Regions from separate parts of the Mus musculus genome. Here all the other regions are linked to region 3. The links are chromatin contacts, called in public ChIA-PET and HiChIP or PLAC-seq maps. All regions are on one chromosome and are shown on one strand. The core of a region is the stretch at or near the end of the contact, and the rest is flanking DNA. Distances in the headings are between cores, read along the strand shown. Region 1 holds the start of Skap1 (src family associated phosphoprotein 1). Region 2 holds the start of Hoxb5os (homeobox B5 and homeobox B6, opposite strand). Region 3 holds the start of Tbx21 (T-box 21).

Region 1 (4,648 bases), core at 508-3,007, 650 kb before region 3:
TTGTCAGACAACTCCTGAGCACCTACCCTATGTGACCATGCTGACCAATGTCCTTAAATAAGGGGACGGGGCACTCTGGGTTCTCTTCAGATCCTAGAAACCTGCCTTTTACTAAAGAAAGAGGGAAGGGCTGTCCTTCTTTTCCCATTGCTGGAAGAAAAATGGAGGAAGTTTGTGCACTAGAGAGGGAAGCCTACCGCCCCCCTTTTGAAGAACAGTTTTATGTTTACAAAAAGAAGCATGTGTGTGAGCCACATAGCCTCCATGTTTAAACATGCACGCACCCCAAGTGATTTTAGAGCAACTTCAGTTTTATCTGGGAGACAGCAAGGTAGGAGGCAGCCTACACCCCCTCTGGAGCCTGGAAGAGGCAGCCCAAGCCTGTCACTATAGCTTCACCCAGTAAGAAGCAACACCATGGATTTGGGTTCTCTGGTGACCCCGACCGGGTTCTATCCCTTCAGTTCAATTTATTGCAACTTATAGGTGGGTTGTGAGGCCCTGAAACCAAGACCACTCCTTCTCAGGCGTCAGGACATGCTAAAGGCCACCAAAGTCCTTAAAAGTGAGGGTTCCTAAACTTGAGACTGCATCTTCCTGGGGTGTGTGCACACACTTATTCCAGGAGACATATACACCTGCCCTGTGCCCTTCTGAACGGTTTCTTGTCTTTGCTCTGCCTTCTACATTGAGATCAATATTATCTCCACCCCCAGGCAGATTAACAAATCGCTTACCTTCCTCCCTTCATGTGTTCCAGGACCACTCCCAATCCTTCTTACCTATTATGGGGATAGAATAGAATGAGAGAGGGAGAGAGGGAGAGAGGGAGAGAGAGAGAGAGAGAGATATGCAGGGGTCACATAATTACAGATAATTTTCTACCTGCAAAGTCTCCCCACCCTTGTAAAACCCCGGAGTCTGGTATTTAATACCAACAGGCATGCGCCAGTCCTCCTCTTGCTCTTTCGTATACCGTCCATGCTGCTCTACTTTCTTCAAGGCCTGTTGTACTATAAAATACCAATCAAATAAACAACCTTTGAGTACTTGTTCACTCACAAGCGGTCCACAAAAATAACAAAGGGTTCCACGTACCACTGCCCAAGTTCGTGCTGTAGCAACATCTTTGGTACCTACTACCACCCAAACTTGATCACTGACTGGCTGTACTTTGAGCGGGGAAGGGCACAGCCCTGTGATCTCGTTGATCACTTTCTTCCTTCCTCTGTTCCGAGAAAGAGCTGTTTCCCACCTTCTCTCAGCCTTTCACCTCCAGAGGGAAGGACATTCCCTCCGTGTCTCTCCATGGGTATTGCCTCTGATGCTGAGTCTTTCAAATGTTGGCGATCGGCATTGTCGCTGGGACTCCAGATTTTAATTTCTAACCAGCAGGGCTTTCCCCGACAGTGCGCTGGATCAGAACTGAGGCACTATATCTTTGGCAAGGACCAAGCTCTTTCTTGGATTCTGCCTCTGCACCCCAGTCCAGGAACAGCCATGGCCTTTTAAACCTACAGCCCCAAGGTCAAACTGCTCAGTGTTTAGATGTTTCCGCCAAAACCTAGCCTCCAAGGCTCTTGGGAATCTAGGCAATTTTTTGGTGAGGGGCTCAAAGGGCCACGCCATTGACTTTGCGTGCCACCTCAGTGGCACCAGTGCACCTGCGCCCGGGGTCCCGGGCTCCCGCCGCCGGCTGCGCGCGCCGCTTCCTGAGCGCGCGACCGGCGGCCCCGCCCAGCGCCTCCCCCCCCCCCCCAGGCGACAGCCGAGGTACAGGTGCCTGGGGTGCAGCTCGCTGCGCCCGCCGTCCGAGCAGGCACACGTCCCTTATCCCGCCTTCTGCTGCGGCCGCCCACTCGCTTCGCCAAATGCAGGCTGTCGCCCTCCCGGAGGAGATCTGTTGGCTCCTGGAAGGTAACTAACTCCTGGTTCAGTGCCAGACCTCTGTCCTGACCCATCCCGTCCGGGAGGGCCTCTCAGTGCTGGGCTGAAGGCAAGAAAGGAGACACTAGGGTACTAGTTCTTTAGCCTGGTCACTTACCTACTATAAGTTCCAGGCTTCCAGAGTCCTTAATCCCCCAATTGTCCCCAAAGCCCTAGCCTCTCTCTCATCCTCAAGGTCCCCACCTCTCCCTTGAGTTACATATTTTCTGTTCCTTCTAGGCATCTGTATCACTTCCAGATGCATCAACACTTCCAGGTCTCTAAGGTCTTACGGGTCAGTTCATGGCCTCCCTTGACACCTTGCTTGGTCTTGAACCTGTCACCCCGGGAAATCCCTGAGGTGTGCAGTGATTAGGTCTCATCCTTCCCAGTCCTGACTCCTCACCTTGTGGAAGACCCACACCTTTCTGGGTAGACATCTCCTAGGCACACAGTAGGGCTCTGGAGATTTATGGTCTTTGGGCCAAGCCTGGTGGTTAGGGGACGTCTTATAAGTGTGAGAGTCATTTCCTAACCTGAAGACTTCTAGGGGTGTCATAAACCTCAGAGTATGGTGTCCTTCCCTTCCCTAAGTGTCCTGTTGTGATGGTTTCACCTTTAAAACTGTCCTTTACAGTTAAGGTCACACTTTCCGACACTCAACATACACTCCGAAGAGACTTCCCTGATGGACGGTATCTTGTGCTTGGCTCCCATGGTGAAAATCAGTTTTACTCATTTTCCTATGACTGCCCTTCCCTTCCTGGGAGGACAGAAACCTGGAATCTGCAGTTGCATAAGGGTCTCAAGAGGAAACCGCTCAGAATTAAGCCTTTCGGCATCCAGGCGACACATCTGACACATCGTTAACAGATGGCCTGCTTTGGGCAGGTCATGATTTTGGCAAGCTGCATTCTTTCCAGTTTCTCTCAATTTAATTGGTTTTATATCTCCATTACCTTGTTATCTTGGGTATAAATGCCTCCTAATCAAGGATTTGGCCAGTGCTTTTGGATTCTGTCTGTAGCCCTGTTTCTATTCTGGATAGCGTCTCTGTAAGAGTTGGCGGCTATGTGTTTCTTTTGAGGCGATGTTTCAAAAATCTATTTTAGAAAAAGGTTTTTATCTATTTTTGGAGTGTATTGTGTGGGTGTGCATGTGCCACAGCCTGTTTGTGGAGTTCGGGTGGCAACTGTTGGGAGTTGGCATTCATCTTGCATCTTCTGGTGATGGGGATAGAACTCATGTCTTCAGGCTTGGTGGCAAGCACCTTTAGTCACCACCACCCTCTCTTGTACTTAGGGGATTGAATCTAGAACCTTACACAGGGTCATTAGACATTCCACTACTGAGCTATGTTCTCTAAATTATCTAAAAATCCACTTAGCTTGTAAACCAAGAAACTGTAGAAATAAAGTTATTTGGAAGATAGAAGAAATCACCAGGCATCTAACGAGATTTAGCCAGTGCTGGTTCAATATTAGGTACATAGAGGAAGTTGTACAATTGTCTTTGGTTTTTAGAGAAGGAATTGCAGCCACAAGTTGAATTCTACCCTTGTATTTAAAGACCGAGTGTCTCTTTTTATTGGTGTCAGTCATTTTATGAGAAGAAACCCACTTTACAAGCTTGCTAAATGTCACTTCAGTTTGGTGCACAGGCATCAATAGAAAAATTCCCTCTTATTTTCAGAGGCTAGCAACACAGTCCCCTCCTCCGACATTTTTGATGTGCAGTTCTTTATTGTTCAAAACTGACACTTTGGTAAACAACTCATTTTTGCACCTGCCGCCTTCCTTTAGCTCAGATCGTTTTCTTGTTAGCTGACTGTTTTTAATTGAAGTCTTCAGATCTCCTTCTAAAGCAGAACCTTTGTTTGCTGACAAGCAGAGCCGGGTATGAATGGAGATTAATTGCGTGTCACATACTTCTGTATCAAACTTGCTGTGTCTTAACAATCTCTGATAGTGCGCGGGTCTTTAGAAGATAGGGAGGAGTCTGAGGTTCCACTGTGAGGTGCTTCACTGGTTAACTGTTTCTTTAAAGCCATCCCTCCCTTTAAACGTGTAATTCTGCTCTTGATTCTGAAGTGGAGGGAAAAATATAAAGTGGGATATAACCAATGATTCTATTGAAAAGTGGTTAAAAATATGTTTTTGAAAGATTCATGTGATGATAATAACATATTGGCTATAGGTTTTTGTTTTTAATGGAATGCGGTCTCTATCGTAAAACAGTCAAATGATTCTCTGTGTTACAACTTGTGAATATTAGACATCTAAAATGGCTGTCAATTTGTTGTCTGGGTCTGGTTATACGCCTCCTCCCACCACACACTTCTTAAGGTTCACCGTTAGCAGTTAAGAAATCTGTAGGTCCTTGATCTCTATATAGTCACTCAGTGGGAGGGAGTCACAGGATATGAGCTGTGACTGTGGCTGCCACACAGCACGGGGGTGGAGTTTCCCCAGTGAGTTACTGCTTTCATAAACCAAGTCAGACGCATTTGCACAGTGATTTAATGCCGGCCATCACAGCCATAACTTAAACATTTATCTATTTGTAACAATAGGAGCATAAAATGACAGGGACATTTTTTTGATATAATGTGTTCGCTTTTAAAAAAATAAAATATGCAAGACACTGTGCAAGGTTTATACCGAGATTTTTGCATAATGAAGGTCTGGAATTAATTTTAAGTATAAAATTTTAAACATTTGAA
Region 2 (4,668 bases), core at 1,932-4,431, 810 kb before region 3:
CCATGCACACCGGCTCTTACGGCTACAATTACAATGGGATGGATCTCAGCGTCAACCGCTCCTCGGCCTCCTCCAGCCACTTTGGGGCGGTGGGCGAGAGCTCGCGCGCCTTCCCCGCGTCCGCCCAGGAACCCCGCTTCAGGCAGGCGACGTCCAGCTGCTCCCTGTCCTCGCCCGAGTCCCTGCCCTGCACTAACGGCGACAGCCACGGCGCCAAGCCCTCTGCTTCGTCCCCTTCCGACCAGGCGACCCCAGCCAGCTCCAGCGCCAATTTCACCGAAATAGACGAGGCCAGCGCGTCCTCTGAGCCCGAGGAAGCGGCGAGCCAGCTAAGCAGCCCCAGCTTGGCTCGAGCACAGCCAGAGCCCATGGCCACCTCTACGGCCGCGCCCGAGGGGCAGACTCCACAGATATTCCCCTGGATGAGGAAGCTTCACATCAGCCACGGTAATTCTCCATCTCTTTTTTGTCCTCTCCGCATTCCTGCCCTGTGTTGGGGGTGGGGGCGAGCAAAGCTTGGCTTTGCCTCAAATATAGATCCCTTTTTTCTTTTCTTTTTTTCTTTTTCTTTCTTTCTTTTTTTTTGCCATCAAGAGGGAAAAGTGTCAGAAAGGGTCCCCACAGCTCCATAGATAGAGCCAAACAGTGTTGTTTTCTGGGCGTAGGCATTTAAAAAAAAAAAAAAAAGGCCAGTTTGTTGCCACGTTCAGCTTAGGTTTTGTTTACCTAGCCAGTCACCGGCTTTAGGATGAAAGATGGGATTTGTGTATTGTGAGGAAGGGTCCTGATTATTACAGAAATTTTGAGACTGCTGCTAGCAAAGGGGGAATGGGCTATAAACGGAGCTTTCTAGGGCAAAAGTGCAGTGGCTCTCTTCCCTCCCGGGCGAGCTGCCGCCTGAACCCAGCCTAGGGTGAGGCACTGGGAAGGAGCCAGAGACAAAGCCGGGAGCATTCACTACCATCAGAAGTGGGGGCTGCTGGAGAAGGGGGGGTATGAAGAAATAGAGGCTGGATGCAGGCATCTGGGGTGAGGAGGATGGGAGCTGCGGTGAGCTGGGTGCTGGGGACGCCTGGGTCCTGCTCCCCGCCCCCTCCCACTCAGTGCCCCCTCCTTTAACCGGAATAACGTTGCCTCGGGGCTCTCCTCTAACTGCTCTAGATATGACTGGGCCAGACGGAAAAAGGGCCCGGACCGCCTATACTCGCTACCAGACCCTGGAGCTGGAAAAGGAATTCCACTTCAATCGCTACCTGACCCGGCGGCGACGTATCGAGATCGCCCACGCGCTTTGCCTGTCCGAGCGTCAGATCAAAATCTGGTTCCAGAACCGTCGCATGAAGTGGAAGAAAGACAACAAACTGAAAAGTATGAGTCTGGCTACAGCCGGCAGCGCCTTCCAACCTTGAGCCCATCCGGAGGAGCCCTGGGCGGCCCGAGAGCCCGCACCAACCCCAGCTCGACCCTTCCAATCTTCCCTGCACTGCCGCTGCCCGCTGGGGACCAGTTCCCACGAGCCTGTCACACCCCAGTCCTGTGTTACAATTTTTCGTTTGGTCTTAGGTCTTCCCATGGCTCCCTCTCTCCTGGACTGGTTATCTTGTTATTATTGTTAATAATAATTATTATTATTATTTCCCCCTCCGTGCTCCCCACTTCTCTTGGCTCGCCCCCCCCCAAGTTGCCAGTGTTTCTGAATGTCCTCGTGTCTGTGGTTGCGCTCCTTTCCCCAGGAAAAAGAAAAGAAAAAGAAATTCGCATGTTTAATGTGACTTCCCCTCCCCGTCTGTGTTCTAACTTATTTATAAAAGGATGATGGCTGTATTTTGAGTTTCTGCTGGAAACTTCCATAAGGGGCAGCAGTTGAGGTTGGGTAGTGCTGGGCCCAGCTGAGCTGGCCTGGGAAATGGAGCCCACTGTCTGTGTCTCTTTTCTCCCACCTCATCCTTCTTCAGCCCCACCCAGCCCCCACTCCCTAGGCTCAGGTAGCTTGTTCCTTGGGGTGGGAAGGGAGCTAGGGAAGGGTCAAAGTGTGGACATTGAGAAGAGGAGAGGAAAGGAGCAAGAGCTGAACTCCTGCTGCCTGGTAGGCCCCACAAGGCCTAGTCTGGAAGCGTATGGAATCAGAAATAATCCTCAGTGTAAAATGTCTTGTGATTTTTCTCTGTGAATCCGTGGGTCTGGCTAGAAGGCCCAATGCTGTAAATATGGGGATAGTCTGGGTCAGGCCAATCACTTCCTCTCTCACCCATTTCGCTTCCAAGACCATTTGTAGTGAGCGGGTGGATGCTGTGCTACGTGTGAAATCTGTCTTTGCCAGGCCTGTCTCAGTGATTAGCTTTTGGTATGTCTGTAGCTTTCCTTGAAGTTGAATAAATGTTTCCCCCACTCCAGTGCCCTCTACTTGTCTTTTCTCAGAGGGTCTGACTCTTTCACCATCCAGCACAACCTGGTCTAAGACCATCTTCAATAAATCTAGGGCATAGGGAAGCCCACCAGAAATCCCTCAAAGCCACCTCACTCCCAGGCTTGGCCCACTGAGGCTTGATGAGGGGACTGAGAGGCCCAGGAACTTCACGTGGCCTTCAGCTGGACCCCATCCTGATACTCAGCGGGTATGGAAAGCCTTTGGAAAATGCTCCAGGAAGAGTAATTTGGGCCTAAATTCTGAGCAAGAAGGCCTCTGGTCCTTTGAGTCTGGTAAAGGCCTGCCCAGATGCCCTGTCTCCTGTTCCAAAAGCTCAAATGTTCAGCTCTGCCACCCACTAAGGGGGAGGAAATCTGCTTAGCTTCAAAGGTTTTTTTTTTTTTTGGTCACACTTGGCCTTCTCTATACTTTTCAAGGGGTTCTCCTATCCAGGGGTCCCGACTGACCTTCCCCTCTTGGTTAGGGTTTCTTCTGAAAGACCCCTGGCTCCCCCTCCAGCCTGGTCCAAAACCAGGGCCCAGTTTTCCTCCATCCAGTTGAGCTTCCACCCTGAGCATAAGAGTCAAGTCTGGACACTTACCGGTCAATCCCTTCCAGCTGGGCCCAACTTCTTACAGGACCTGTGGGGGGGGAGGGGGAGCCGGTGAAGAGATGGTGAGGGTCTTGGAGGCTGTTTTGGGTCCTCCTTCCCTCTCACCCCATGACTTTGTCCCCCTTTGCCGAAAGCAAACTACCCCAAAAGTCGCTATGACATTTAGATGTCAAATGGATAGGGGTTTTATCTCGAAGTTAGATCGTAAAAATCGCCGAGAAGTCAGACAGATACCCCTCACTGGCTCGAGAAAGTCACGTGAGGTCCATAAAGTTAGTTTTATGGTTTTGGGGAGTTGACACCGCGCGGTATATTTCACATTCTCCAGAATGTTAAGTGACACTTTAACTGCTCACTGTGGTGGGGAAGGGGGCAGAGGTAGGTGAGCGCTCTTCTAGCTTAGAGCAGCCCAAGAAGGCAGTGCCTACAGCCAGGCCCAGAACTCCACAGTAAGTCGCTTTCAGCTTTCGATTTCTCTCCTTGCAGTTTTGGGGCTTGGGACGGGAGAAGAGAATTTTGTTTCCAATAGGGCTGTAGAATGATACAGGGGAAATTTAACATTAAATATATATATCTAGTTCTGAGAAGTGGGGTGCCTGAAGTGAGGGCTTAGTTCTGTAAGGCTTCAGTGATGGGCGGTGTCTGGTGTTTATGTGCAAGAGCACTGGACTCTGTGGAGAAAGGGGGTCTTGTGGGGTCCATGTTCCTTCAATGTCTTTGGAAATTAGGGGACAAGAAAGAGGGATGTGGACTGCTGGGATAAAGGTTGGTGGGGGGGTGTCTTCAGAGAGATCTCCCTTAGTCCCAAGGAAAGAAACTTTATGGAATTTGTTTGGGGTGTGTTGGGGGCACACTCCGCGCCCCCCCCCCCCGCAGGTCGTTTTTTACCTGGATACATTTAGAGAAAAGGATAGGGAAGGTGGCTGCTGTGGGCTACCTTGCCCTGAAATGTTTTCTGGGTTTTTAACGTCTGCCCCTGCACTCTCTATGGTCTCCCCAGGGTTATCCAGAATTCCGGGAGCTCGGTGCTTTTTATACCCAACTTCATCCTGTTGGTCTTAAATTGATTTCTTTTGGTGGTCTCTTAAGAAGGAGCTTGAGTCAAAATGAGGAGCGGATTGGGGGGTAGGCGGTTCATAGCCTTCAGTTGCAAACCTAATTCCCAACCAGGGGTCTGAAAGATGAGAGCTTCTCTCCAGGTCTGGAAGACAGAGGTGTGTCTAACTATAGCCTGCCACAAATACAGCCTGCCCAGGAACATAGATCCCCAAAGAGACTCAGGTGTTAGTCTTTCTCTTTCCTCTTCTGCCCTCTCCGGGACTCTGAATGCTCTCTTTGTTGTGTACCACTGTAAACCAGAGGGATTTCCACATTTGGACCCCACCATGGAAAACTTGTTTTCTAAGGAAAAGTCAGTCTTCTTCTAACAGCTAGAATCCTCTTACGGATCAAATGGCTGTGTCTCCTCCATGCTTTTCATTGAGATCTCTGGGGCCAGTGACTCAGGTCCTGCTTCCCAAAAGCTCACTGTCTCTAGGTTCACCAACTCCGGTGGATAATTCCTAAAACAGGACTTAGCATTTTGAGGGGCTGTGATCTCTGACAAAGAAGGGCCACAGGGTCTCCCTGTTTCCCATTGAGGGGATAG
Region 3 (4,258 bases), core at 1,634-4,133:
AAATAATAAGAGCACCGATCCAAACGGGAGAGAGCAAAAGTGGTCATGGGAAAAAAATCCTATAGGCGCACACAGGAGAGGAGTCCATAGAGCCAGGCCAATGATAAAGAGTGTGTCCCTCCAAATACCTCCCCTAGCAACCCAGCCCACAGACAGACAGGCCCCAGTGATATAGAGTGTGTCCCTCCAAATGCCTCCCCTAGCAACCCAGCCCACAGACAGACAGGCCCCAGTGATATAGAGTGTGTCCCTCCAAATGCCTCCCCTAGCAACCCAGCCCACAGACAGACAGGCCCCAGCCCAGCTCAGCCATCACTGAGGTTGTGGCTGATGCTCTCTCTGACTGGAGGAGCTGAGGCCTGACAAGGCATTGAGAGGACTGGCCAGGCCCCGGGATGAGAGGGCCTCCTGTTGCTGACATACTAGAAAGTCCCATGGTTAGAGGCCCCACCTAGTCTACTGCGGGACTAGCGTAAGCCACTGGTTATCCCAGCAACTCAGAATTCGTGGGTATGAAACGGGCCAGCCCTGCCTGGCTCGCCTAGAAATAATGGAAGCGAAAGCACTTGGGTGTACCACGCAGGGCTTTCAGACAGTGTAGGTGGCTGTGGAGAATGGAGAAAAAAGGAGCAGACAGGTGCCATCTGAGGCCTGGTCCCAGCTGGGGAACCTCCGAAGAGTCCCCTGCTGTCTCTAGGTCTGTTTCTCTATGCAGTGAGAGACAGGGACTTCTGGATCCTTCCAGTTCAGACATTCTCTAGGACCAGCAACCTGGCCAGTGCCAGAGACACTCAGAGAAGGATTGGGGGAGCAGAGGAAACTCCTCAGAAGTCTTTGCGGATGAAGGATGAGCCAAAAACCAATCAAATGTTTTATTCTCAGTTCATCCCCGCGAGGAAGAACTCAGCAGCCTGAAACCAGCTGTAGTTAGCAGCTATCTGCCCTCTCCCCACATCATCCGAAGGGAATATACTCTAGCAGTGCCTCCTGGGATCCGGCAAGGGTTTCTGTCCCCCTCCCAGAAACCCCACCCTTGCAATCTCTCAATTACATTTTGAGTCTCCATCCTAATACCGCACATCCTAACTCACTAATGGCAAAGTTCTGGCTGGTCCTCACTGGGAAAGGTAGCTGCCTCTTCCCATAAGACACAAGAGGGTCCACTCGAGGTGTTGCATACTATAAATGACCCCTCAGAAACTGCAAGTTTCTCTTTCTTCAGCAAAGAGACTCGATCCGGAAGCAGCAGGCTGAGCCACAAACCATACCACTAATGCAACAGGCTTAGGGGACCCCCTCCATCTTCCCCCAGGCTGGACTGATGAATAGCTGGGTGAGAAAGTGGACATATTTTTAGGGACTAGCCTCAAAGAGCACAGTGCAAGACTGGACACCAGCTGCAACTGGTCTTGAACTTGGCACGTTCAGGCCCTCGGCATTTATTTGTGCCTTTATAAGTTTTGCTGCTTCCCACCTCTCTACACAACACACACACACACACACACACACACACACACACACACACTCCTCTCTCTCTCTCTCTCTCTCTCCCTCTCTAGACATATGATCTCAAAGTAAGACCGGAAAAGAAACTTGGCGACCGCTTCTCCATGTCACCAAATCCCAGTCTGCTCCCCCCCTCCCCCATACACCAAAGCTACCCTAAGCACAGCAGTAGCAAAGGAACAGGCACACTGAGATCTCAAAAAATATTCTGCCCCCAACACTTCAATTTCCCGAATACCTAAGGACCGAAAGGCGGTCAGTCAGGTCTATAACACACACTCCTCGCTGCCCACTGAGATCCCAGACTGAGGCAAGGAGCAAATTAACCCCCTCCAGTCCCCCACCCCCCACCCCCCACCGGCCAACTCTCGGTGAAGCGAGAGTCATCCTTTCCTCTGCACCAAAGTAACTTCTAATTGCGCCCACAGCATCATCCTTTTTGAGCCCTCTGATACCCTCAGCACCCGCGGCTCTCCGGAGCTTGCGGTGCCCTCCCCGCAACCCTGCTCCCCCGTCTCCTAAAACTGAAGCTCAGTCTACGAACACAAAGACTCAGCAACCTGCAGCTTCAAATTTTGATTTCAAAAAAAAAAAAAAAAAAAAAGAGGAAAGTCGTTGTTCCGGCGGGCCACCGAGGCCAGACTCCCGCCGGCTCCGCCCTGCGAGCTCGCTGCGCTCGGCGCGCACCTCACTCACCGTCCTTGCTTAGTGATGATCATCTCTGTCTGGTGCTGGTTGAACTTGGACCACAACAGGTGGTTGCTGAGCGCGACTCTCAGCTTCCCAGACACCTCCAACCCCGCGGGCAATGCGTAGTCCTCGCGCGGCCCTGGGTAGAGCCCCGCGCGCGGGTCAGGGGCAGGGTAGCCATCCACGGGCGGGTAGCCCTCCGCACCCGCGGGCGGCGGGAAGAACTCGCCAGGCCCGGGAAAGCCAGCCACCTGAGCCCGGGGCGGGTAGGCGAAGGATCCAAGGAAGCGACCCGGCGCGGCAGGCACCAGGGCGCCCCCAGAGTAGGGCGTCCCCAGGCTGCTACCTGCGCGGCGATCGGTCGGGTCCTGTGCGCCCGGCTCGGGATAGAAGAAACGATGCTGTTGGTCCGCTCCGGGCCCCCGGCCCTCGTCACTCGGCATCGGCTCGGTGCCGGTCAGCATGTCTCCGCAGCCCGGCTCCACGATGCCCATCCGAGGCGGGCTGGGCGCCTTCCAGCAGCCGTCGAAGAGACCCGAGGGTCCTTAGGGCTGGGGCGACGGGGGCGGCGTCCGAAGACCAATGAAACTTCACTGGAGCGGGAGCTGGGACGCTTGGCTCCTGAGCGCGCGTTGGATAGGCGCGCAGCTGCTCCTGGGCTTTCTCTGCAGCCCGCGCTGTCACTAGCGGCGCGGCGGCCTTTGCTGTGGCTTTATGAAGCTCCTTGGGTCCCCTCACCCCGCCACCTTGGCCCCGCCCCGCCCCGCCCCCTCGTGGCTAATACAGCGCGAATTCGCTTTTGGTGAGGACTGAAGCCCCGACCCCCACTCCTAAGTGTAAGTCTCTTGTCGCCCCAATCTGGGAAAGAGTCAACCTGCCACCTGAAACTCTGAAACTTCGAGGAGAGAAACGGTTTCTCTCCCCCAGGAAGTTCCGCCAGTCCTGGAAGGCACAGCAAAGGCCCTTTCCCCAGATGGGACCATCTGAGCATTCTCACGCCTCTGGCAGGCTCAGAGCTACTTAGACTATCCATAGTCAACAGATATTTGTTGCTGCCTCCTGTATGCCCAGGCTTTGTGACTTTACACAAAGTGTTTGCTCGCTGTCTCTTGTCCGCCGCCCCCACCCCCCATCGCTAGCCTCCCACCCCACCCCCCAGGCCCGAGGATGATGCTTGTCCCTCTAGCCCAGGAGGAAACTTGGAAGCTGTCTCCCAAGAAGATTGCACCCAAAGCAGCCCACGGTGGGCTGGGCTGGCTGAAATGCTCCCACAAAAGCTCGTTCACGTGGCAGCGTAACAGCTAGCGAAAGACACGGGAAGTAGCGCTTGGCTGTCAGTGTTCAGAGTCCCAGGGCTGACTCTGACTGTGACTCGGGTGTGTAGGACCTGGGTAAGTCACTTCCTTTGCCTGAAAGTCCCTCAGGCCTGATGGGGTAGGCTGGGGAAATAAATATTCGTATTGGGGGTAGGGGCTGTGTACCTTATACCAACCGGTGTCTGTGTGCCTCTGTTTCCATTCTATTATAGAAAAAAACAAAGGTATGTAGTCCAAGCTGGCTGACAGGGAGCCCAGCACCTGCTCTGATGGAGACAGACAGTCCTTCCTCCGCTGTTCTATTCCAATAACTACGGTAAGTCCTGCATTTTGAGAAGAATCTCACCTCCTAACTGAAAATGAATCCATTGGGAGTTTTCTTTTGAAATAAAAAGCATCCCCGGGGTCTGGGATATAGTTCAACTGATGGAGTGCCTGCTTAGCATACACCCACGCTTCTGGTTCCACCCCCAGCTTTGTATAGATGGGGCATGGTGGCACATGCCTGTCATCCCAGCACTTGAGAGGGTTGGTAGAGGATCAGAAGTTTAAGGTCATCTTCAGCTACAATTTGGGCCAGCCTGGGTTACAGGGGATCTTATCTCAAAAGTAAGTAAATAAGAAGTAAAGTATCGTTTAAGAGTTACTTGGGCTGGAGAGATGGCTCAGCGGTTAAGAGCATTGACTGCTCTTCCGAAGGTCCTGAGTTCAAATCCCAGCAACCACATGGTAGCTCACAACCATCG

What was found. ChIA-PET counts read pairs in DNA pulled down with a chosen protein or histone mark. HiChIP or PLAC-seq counts read pairs in DNA pulled down with a chosen protein or histone mark.
Region 1: an RNA polymerase II ChIA-PET map of memory CD8 T cells shows a contact between it and region 3, with 7 read pairs. The contact joins the promoter of Skap1 here to the promoter of Tbx21 in region 3. A contact is called at or near these places in 3 of 115 datasets of contacts at active chromatin or transcription factors (CD8 T cells, double positive thymocytes and memory CD8 T cells).
Region 2: an H3K4me3 HiChIP or PLAC-seq map of embryonic stem cells shows a contact between it and region 3, with 6 read pairs. The contact joins the promoter of Hoxb5os here to the promoter of Tbx21 in region 3. A contact is called at or near these places in 3 of 39 promoter capture datasets (embryonic stem cells, liver and pre-B cells), 1 of 115 datasets of contacts at active chromatin or transcription factors (embryonic stem cells) and 1 of 9 other capture datasets (embryonic stem cells).

The regions. Positions count from the first base shown.
Region 1 is chr11:96,462,834-96,467,481 of GRCm38.p6, forward strand. Skap1 (src family associated phosphoprotein 1) reads left to right here and starts at 1,758. Exons shown (of 12, transcript NM_001177899.1): 1 at 1,758-1,917. The coding sequence starts at 1,872. It overlaps Gm11529 (predicted gene 11529), which reads right to left and starts at 1,714. Exons shown (of 3, transcript NR_033524.1): 1 at 1,256-1,714; 2 at 738-782.
Region 2 is chr11:96,303,729-96,308,396 of GRCm38.p6, forward strand. It overlaps Hoxb5os (homeobox B5 and homeobox B6, opposite strand), which reads right to left and starts at 3,182. Exons shown (of 3, transcript NR_131758.1): 1 at 3,009-3,182. Hoxb5 (homeobox B5) reads left to right here. Exons shown (of 2, transcript NM_008268.2): 1 at 1-447; 2 at 1,162-2,393. The coding sequence ends at 1,409. It also overlaps a transcript of Hoxb3 not described here.
Region 3 is chr11:97,112,448-97,116,705 of GRCm38.p6, forward strand. It overlaps Tbx21 (T-box 21), which reads right to left and starts at 2,884. Exons shown (of 6, transcript NM_019507.2): 1 at 2,203-2,884. The coding sequence starts at 2,690.